Regions from separate parts of the Sus scrofa genome. Here region 1 is linked to region 2. A link is a contact called in public Hi-C data. All regions are on one chromosome and are shown on one strand. The core of a region is the stretch at or near the end of the contact, and the rest is flanking DNA. Distances in the headings are between cores, read along the strand shown. Region 1 overlaps LOC106504565 (a long non-coding RNA gene). Region 2 overlaps GCM1 (chorion-specific transcription factor GCMa).

Region 1 (4,538 bases), core at 1,915-4,414, 160 kb after region 2:
AAAAATTACGGAATGACACTTCCAAGACTAGGTGTGACTTCTATCTCACTGCCATTCTCTCTCTCTCTCTCTCTCTCTCTATATATATATATATATATATGTATGTATGTATATATATATATGTGTGTGTGTGTATATATATATATCCCCCCCCTACAACAGCATGGCATGTGGAAGTTCCTGGGCCAGGAATTGAACCTGAGCCACAGCAGTGACCCGAACAGCTATAGTGTCAACATGGGATCCTTAACCTTCTGTACCACAAGGCAGCTCCTCCATTTAGCTTCTTGATTTGCATGCTTTGATGAAGCAACGTTCCATGTTGGAGACGCTCACATAATAAGAAAATAAGGATGGTCTCTGACCAATAGACAGCTAGGAACTGAGGTACTCAGTATAGCAGCCTACAAGGACCAGAATGCTGCCAACAACCACTTGAGTGAATTTGGCAGTGGATCCTTTCCACCTGAAGTCTGGAGATAACTACAGGCCATTGGGCATCTTGACTATAGTCTGTGAGACAACCTGGAGCAGAGAACCCGCCTGAGTAAGCAATGCCTCAATTCCTCACCTACAGAAACTTTGAGATTAAAAAAAAAAAAATATATATATATATATATATATATATATATATATATATATATATATATATATATTGTTTCAAGCCACCAAGTTTGGGGATAATTGTTATGAAGCAATAGATAACTAACAGAGATAACATCAATAGTTTATTTTTAGGGCCCTCCTTCGGCATATGGAATTTCCTAGTCTAGGTATTCAAGCAGAACTGCAGCTGCCAGCCTACACCACAGCCACAGCAACACGGGATCCAAGCCACGTCTGTGACCTACAACACAGCTCATGGCGATGCCGGATCCTTAACCCACTGATCGAAGCCAGGGATCAAACTCACATCCTCATGGATACTAGTCAGGTTCTTAATCCACTGAGCCACAATGGGAACTCCAGTAGTTTTACTTTTAAAAACAAAAATCAGACACAGAGAACTGAAGGGTAAACTTGCCATAACAATCAAGTATTTTGATAACTATGTCAATATTTCAGATATAAGAATTTGCCTTTCCCAGTATGGTTTTCTGATATCATAAAAAAACATTTACCCATGTGGGGATAGGCTGCTAAACTTGAAAGGAGGAGGTGGAGATCAAAGTAGGTCATCCTGCAAACAAATAATGCTGCCACTGCATTGAATGAGGGTTTACTGGGAAGGGACCCTCGTTCTCATGCCAACATCAATAAAACTTTTTTCAAGTCAGGGGGCTGGTCAAGTGCCTCCGATTTTTACTCATTACTTTGAATTAAGGCACTATAGGTTACTGTTAAAACATAAACATTAAAAACAAACACAAACATTATATGGGAAGAATAATGCACTGTAGTTTTATTCACTTATGGGTAGACCCAATTAGTTTATTAGATCACCCAATTAAGTAACCAAACTCTGAAAGTGTGAAAGCCTGGAAAGTTGGGTTGTGATTAAATAAATCAATAAAAATCCCCCAAAACTAGGGTCAAGGGTGCTACAGTGAGTTTATACGACAGGCACAAAAGGACAAAATGAACATTCAGGAAACCTTCATCAATCTTCTATTCACTTTGTAAATGAACTTAGGCACTTAGCAGGATATCCACAAGTTAGTGGATGCTAAGTGGATGTTTACTGAATGTTCTTCGGGGACCAGGAATTGAGATAATAAAACTACAATACTAGGCTAAAAAGTGCTATACCTTAAAAAGTGCCACAGGAATTCAGACATTGGAGAGGATGAGAAGAGTTTTGAAGGAGCAGGGCCTTTGCAAGTCTATACCTTCTACTTAAAACTGTCCACCTCCCCTTTTCCAGGTTTTAACTTTAAGTCACTTTTGCAGATAGCTCTCCTATTACTTGGGCTAACACCCGGCTTACCTCATCTCCCTTCCCAGACACTAGCTCTTACTCAGTTCACAGCACTTGACACAATCTACGATTGTTTTGCGTACTATTTTTATCCCTTCCTTCCCACTTAGCCTTTAAACTTCAGGATGGCAGGAACAAGTGTGCCTTGTTCGCTGGGTGTGCCAGGCATAAAATACGTCCTCAATAGATATTTGTTGGGTGACCGAATGTAAAACGGGAAGTCAAAAAAGGGTACTGGTGGAGTTCCCGTCGTGGTGCAATGGTTAACAAATCCGACTAGGAACCATGAGGTTGCGGGTTCGATCCCTGCCCTTGCTCAGTGGGTTAACGATCCGGCGTTGCCGTGAGCTGTGGTGTAGGTTGCAGACGCGGCTCGGATCCTGCGTTGCTGTGGCTCTGGCGTAGGCCGGTGGCTACGGCTCCGATTCGACCCCTAGCCTGGGAACCTCCATATGCCACAGGAGCGGCCCAAGAAATAGCAAAAAGACAAAAAAAAAAAGGGGGGGGTACTGGTGGAGGGACGGGAAAAAGCTGCGTATCGGGACAGGATTCCTAGCATAGCTCTTCCTCCGAAATGCTCCGGGCCATCTTTGGACTCTGGGCTACAAGTGCCCAGGAAGGGTCCTCAGGGGCGGGACGCCCTTTGTCACCCTCCCGAGGGCCGGAGCTTTTCCTCCCTCGGCTCCGACCGGGCCCAGAGTCCGGACCTACACCGCGCGGGGGCCCCATCACTTCCGGCCCCCCACACCCACTCCAGGCCGGGGGACCAGAACCGGACTCCCCCGGCCCCTCCTCCATTCGCAGGGCTGGTGGACCGTTAACCGCCCGCGCCCCCGCCCCGCTCCCCCGCCCCGGTCACCCCATTCATCCCGCGGCAGCACCCGCCAATCACCGCGCACCTACGGCGTTGCATCTGGCGATGGGGCGGGGCCTCGCCGGGCGCGCGCGCTCACCCCTTCCCCGCCCCGGGCTCGCGCTAGGCCCGGGTCACTCCCGGGCAATGACCGGCCTCAGCCCCGATCTGACCTGGCGGGGATTGGGTCCCGGGTGAGGAGGCGCCCTGCGAGGGAGGAGTCCTGGGATGTGAGAGTATCCGGGGCCCTGGGGGAAGAATGGACAGTGGTCCAGACTTCGGTGGTCCCAGGCCCCCCTGGACCCAGGGCATCCAGATGGACACATAGGACGCCCCCAGTCCCTAAACGCCCCACTTGGTGGAACTGCGTGAGGGTGGCGGGCGGGGGGGTGGAAGCGGTGATGAAGCAGCTAGAAAATGTGCCCCTGGGCAGCTCAGCCCAAGTGTGCTGCTGGGGAGGGACTGTGGAGAGAAGCCTGAAATCCTTACTCATCTTTCACAGTCATCTTTTATAATCCGGGAACTAACCGAATTGGTAGACTTTGTTAGTGGTTGTCCAGGCTGCCCCAGAGTTTAGGGTAAAACAAAAGGCTGCTTTGTTGAGGTTAAAATTTTATTTACCTTTTGTATCCTCATAAATTGTGTGATACTGAAAAATTTCTCATAGTATATTTCACATTTTTTTCCCCTTCTGAGATATCCTTACAATGTCTTCTTACCAGGAAGGACTAAAAGGAAACCTACTGGCTTTTCTATTGGTGACAAAGGTAACTCCCTTCTTTCTCCCTTGCCCTTCTCCCCCCTAAAAACCTTAAAGACACAGAAAGCAGTTTGATCACAAACTGCTACTAGGTATTTTCCCTTCTCACCAGTTGTAGGAATAGGTTTTAGTATACCCGTTTTAGATGTTAAAATAGGAGTTCTCCTTGTGGTTCAGCAGTAACTAACCAACTAGGATCCATGAGGATGTGGGTTCCACCCCCGGTCTCAGTGGGTTAAGGATCCCATGTTGCTGTGATCTGTGGTGGTCACCTATAAGGCTCAGATCTGGCTTTACTGTGGTGTAGGCCGGTAGCTGTAGCTCCTCTTTAGCCCCTAGCCTGGAAGCTTCCATATACTACACTTGTAGCCCTAAAAGACAAATAAAATAAAAAACAGATGTCAGAACAGGCTCAGAGCTTAATCTGGCTAAGGTCACAGTTTGTATGTCACACAGCTTGGGCCCTTTCCACACTTTCCCCCTCAGGTCATGAAATCCACAGCAATTGGAAGGTAGAAAGAAATCTAATGCTTTTGGCACCCTTAGCTAAGGTACATCCACTCCAGGACAATCACTTCTTGGAGGTGGATTTGCATTTCTTTTGGGGGGGGGGCACACCCTCAGCATATGGAGGTTCCCGAGCTAGGGGTCTAATTGGAGCTGTAGCTGCCAGCCTATACCACAGTCACAGCAACGCGGGATCCGAGCCGAGTCTGCGACGTACACCACAGCTCACGGCAACGCTGGATCCTTAATCCACTGAGCAAGGCCAGGGATCCAACATGCGTCCTCATGGATGCTAGTCGAGTTTGTTATTGCTGAGCCACAATGGGAACTCTTGCATTTCTTAAGAATCCTGTTAAGTATATAGTTTTCATGCCAGGACTTTGAAGGAGAGTTCCTTGAAGCTCTGAAGTGCCAGGTCACATATGGGCTGATGCCTTTTGTAACCTTAGCCTGACCTGAAACAAAATCCCTTTTCATAATTAAGTATTGCCAGCCCGGAT
Region 2 (4,310 bases), core at 1,124-3,623:
TTTCCTACCTCAGGTTCCTGCCTCAGATTCCAAACTCTGTCAGATCCCCTTCTTTTCTCCCTTTCCTTTCCAACTCTACCCAGCTCAGCAAGGGACCTTCTGAGGAGAGTCTTTGCTACTACAGATGCAGTAATGCTCCCATCCCCATCTCCCGGAAGCATAGGGTAGAGGAAGAATTCTGGTCCCAGTGCGACCCAATGCCCAATGGAGTCTATATAGATGGAGCTGTCCCATAGAGTTCAAATGACCTTGAGATGGAGGAGAAAGCTGGACATGGAGTTCCCTGGTGGCTCAGTGCATTAAGGACCTGGTGTTGTTACTGTTGTGGCACAGGTTTGATCCCTGGCCCGGGAACTTCCACAAGCCATGGGGGTGGCCAAAAAAAAAAAAAGAGGGCTGGACAAAAAGGACAAAGTCATGAGTGTTCCCTTCAGACCAACAACAACATGACCTGATCATGCAGTCAGGTAATAATTGACCAGAACTCCAGAATCTAGTTTACCCGTTAGCTCCCTCATGCCAAGACACATCTGATTACATTTATCTACATGAATTCACAGAATGAGCCCAAAGATTCTCCTCTGCTTGTAAGACAGAGGCAAAGGAAAATGCACTGCTTAAAATCATAATCCAGGAGTTCCCAATGTGGCGCAGTAGGTTAAGGATCCGGCATTGTCTCTGCAGTGGCTCAGGTCGCTGCTGAGGTGTGGGTTTGATCCCTAGCCTGGAAACTTCCATATGCTGTGGGTGTGGCAAAAAAACAAAAATTAAAAATTAAAAATAAATTTAAAAGGAGTTCCCGTCGTGGCGCAGCGGAAACGAATCCGACTAGGGACCGTAGGGTTATGGACTCTATCCCTGGCCTTGCTCAGTGGGTTAAGGATCCGGTGTTGCCGTGAGCTGTGGTGTAGGTTGCAGATGCAGCTCAGATCTGGTGTTGCTGTGGCTCTGGTGTAGGCCGGTGGCTACAGCTCTGATTAGACCCCTGGCCTGGGAACCTTCATATGCTGCGGCCCTAAAAAGACGGAAGACTAAATAAATAAATAAATAAATTTAAAAACTTAATCTTGGTCCAGGAATTAACTCATCAGAGATGTGGCCACTTTTTTTAATTTATTATTTTTATTAAAGTGTAGTTGATTTATAATGTGCCAATTTCTGCTGTACAGCAAAGTGACCTATCGTACACACACGATGTGGCCACTTTGATGTTGATTCACCAGGCTTTAGGTGGGCTTGTAATTATGTTTAGCCTAGGTACAGTTTTAGGTTTTCTCTACAAAAAGAGTACTTAAACCTTGGAATTGTGTGACTTAATGGCCCCATGTAGCTTTAGTCATGGGTTTAATCTGAAAACCGCTTGTGCTCAGAAACAAAATGATTCTGGGTGTTTGTCTGCTGCGGTGCTTATTGGAACTCTGTGCCCTGCTCAGAGAAACTGGCAGGTGATGGGAGCGGCATGCCTGCCTTGCATCTCCCTGCTAAGCGGGTCCTATTTAGGAGAAAAAAGAATTGATTTTCTTCCTGATTTTCAATCAGAAAAAAAAATTTCTTAAGGATTCAAAGCTCTCAAATATTACAATCAGTATTAATGAAAAGTGTCCAAGTGACAAACCACGCAATGAACATTTTTAGTGAAGATAAGTCTAACCCAAACCCAGACATTTGCAAACACTAAAGCAATTACATTTGGACTTTTAAAATGCAAACATAATTTATGGGACTAGGAAGGGAAAGCAAAATTGGTGTATTACATCACTCGAGCAGAATAAAGAAACTTTTTTTGGCAGTACTGCAGCACTCAGAAATTCCCAGGCCAAGGATCGAACCCATGCCACAGCAGAGACCTGAGCTGACAATATCGGATTCTTAACCCGATGTGCCCCCAGGGAACTCTCTGGAATAAAGAAGCTTTTATTGATGATGGTTTCTAGTAAGTTAGGTGCCTGCAATTCTGGGCTGGCTCCCTGGGGGGCTGGATAAAGAAGTGGTATCGAAATAACAAGTTAGACAAGCAGCCAGAAACAAGTGAAATGGAGATTTATAAAGACATATATGCAGCTGAAAGAAAGGAGAAGCATACGTGAAACCAATCCAGGGAGGGATGACTTAGTGAGGACAAGAGACTCTCCAGGCCTTAGATCTGATCATGATGCTTTCCAGCCCAATAAGCTTCCCACTGTCTTTAAAATAACCAAATCCTCTTAGGACAACCTGCATCTGAACCACCTTTCAGGCCAGAGGCCTTCAGATCTCCTTGCCAAAAGTAGCCATGGAATAGACCTCAAATTCAGGGGCCCAAACTCTTATCTTCATCTGACCTAACCCTCTCACATTGCACAAGGTACCTGTCCAGAGCAAGCCCTTTGCCAAATCCTCTGCCTAGCTCCCTGTGCCCTCGTTATGCTGAATTACATACACCTTCTTTCAGCACCTGTAGCATTTTTCTCTGTGGCATTGATTCTCTGTTTGGGCACTGATCTTGTTCCACAGGCCCCAGCAGGTCATTAGCCTTCCATGGAAGTTAACCTGGCTTAGTGGTCCCTGTACCCCTGGGCCCATTATTGTGTCTGGCACATACCAGTCACTCAAAAATCTCTGATGTCCTGGTGAGGATGTCATTGTTCACTGTGGCCAAAAATTAAACAACAAATTGGATCTATCTGGGAAGTATAAAGGGCTGTGGAAACCAGGACCAGAACATGCAATGAGCTCTCAGGTGACCATCTTGAAACTTGAAGCAGGTGAATGGACTAACAAGAAAGGAATGTGACTGCAAGTTGCAGGAATTTGCCGGAATCCTGGCAAGAAGATACAAACAAACTATGAAAAACAAACTATAAATTCTTGGTATGGGTGGGACAGAGAATGAAATTGGGGAAATATATAATAATTACAAGCCATTGATGGCTTTTATAAATGTAATCCTTTAAAATATATCTTTAATGCCCAAACAGGTAGACACTTAGCGCCTGTAGGGCTGCATGAAAAGCGGGCTCCACGAAAAGCGGGCTCCACGATCAAAATAAGTTAGGGCAACATAGCCAACACAGCCTCCCTTTGGGAGCGCCACCAGTGCAATAAGAAAGGCACCAGGTCTGCAGTAAAGATATCTGCTTAACTTGGTTAAACTTAGTACTTCCTTTCTTCCTTCACAGTACCCATTAAAATTCCCCATAACTTACATACTACAGAACACATTTTGGGAACACGTCTGTTCTAAACAGCTTAGAGATTTAGGCAGAGTATATAAAGAATTACTATTTTCATTTTATAGAGGTGGTAACAAAGACTAAGGAAAATAGATTTGTTTAAACAACAAATGCTGGAAAGGGTGTGGAGAAAAGGGAACCCTCCTACACATTTGGTGGGAATGTAAGCTGGTGCAGCCACTGTGGAAAACAGTACGAAGATTCCTCAGAAAACTAAAAACAGAATTACCGTATGATTCAGCAATCCCACTCCTGGGCAGATATCCAGACGAAACTATAACTCAAAGAAATACATGCACCCCTATGTTCATAGCAGCACTATTCACAATAGACAAGACATGGAAAAAACCTAAATGTCCATCGACAGATGAATGGACACAGAAGATGTCGCAGACACGGCTCAGATCTCGCATTGCTGTGGCTGTGGTGTAGGCCGGCAGCTACAGCCCCAATTAGACCCCTAGCCCAGGAACCTCCATATGCTGCGGGAGTGGCCCTAGAAAAGGCAAAAAGACAAAAAAACAAAACAAAACAAAACAAAAAAACACCCATTTGCATAAACGAATCACTTTACTGTGCAGCAGAAATTAATACAACATTGTAAATCAATTATACCCGAACTGAAAAAAAAGAAAATAGATTTGCTTAGAGTCACGCAGATGAAAAGCCACAGAGCCATGCATTAGTGAATTTCATATTTGTCGTTTGTGTCTAACATGAGCCAGGCAGTGTGGTTGGCACCAGGTCCCCATTCTAGGGTTTAGGCTACCTTTCCCAATCTCAGGTCCCTGAATCCTAGACTGTAAGAACTAAAAGGGTCCCTAAGAGAGCATTTAGTGCAACCACCTCATTTTCAGAAGAGGACAGGGAATCTCAAAAAGGCTAAACCACCTTGTGTCATTCTACAAATAAAAGGAGGCGGAATTGGGATTCAAAGCCGGGGTGTGATCTCCTGGCTCGCTTCTCCCAGTTCACCACTCTGACTTCAGAAATGCTCTCAAAATATACAACCTAATGTGCTTTGGAAATCCTTCTAAGACCTTTTATTTTTCACTTCAACCGAGTCTTGCTAGGATTCCAAAGCCAGCAGAAACCCAA

Evidence for each region. A called contact is a pair of places that touch in the nucleus more often than the background predicts.
Region 1: a Hi-C map of liver shows a contact between it and region 2, with 2.4 times the contacts expected there. The contact joins two enhancer-like sites. A contact is called at or near these places in 1 of 5 promoter capture datasets (fetal liver) and 2 of 47 Hi-C or Micro-C datasets (both in liver).

The regions. Positions count from the first base shown.
Region 1 is chr7:46,943,172-46,947,709 of Sscrofa11.1, forward strand. The region is part of intron 2 of LOC106504565 (a long non-coding RNA gene); the gene reads right to left. Among named protein-coding and RNA genes, the nearest start is that of ELOVL5, 12 kb to the left of the region's middle. Within about 2 kb of position 3,165, at least 79 of the 83 cell types and tissues checked have an H3K27ac peak or open chromatin away from gene starts, as enhancers often do. A contact at or near this core is called in liver, where this site is marked.
Region 2 is chr7:46,780,453-46,784,762 of Sscrofa11.1, forward strand. The region is part of intron 2 of GCM1 (chorion-specific transcription factor GCMa); the gene reads right to left. Among named protein-coding and RNA genes, the nearest start is that of GCM1, 16 kb to the right of the region's middle. Within about 2 kb of position 2,374, at least 1 of the 83 cell types and tissues checked has an H3K27ac peak or open chromatin away from gene starts, as enhancers often do. A contact at or near this core is called in liver, where this site is marked.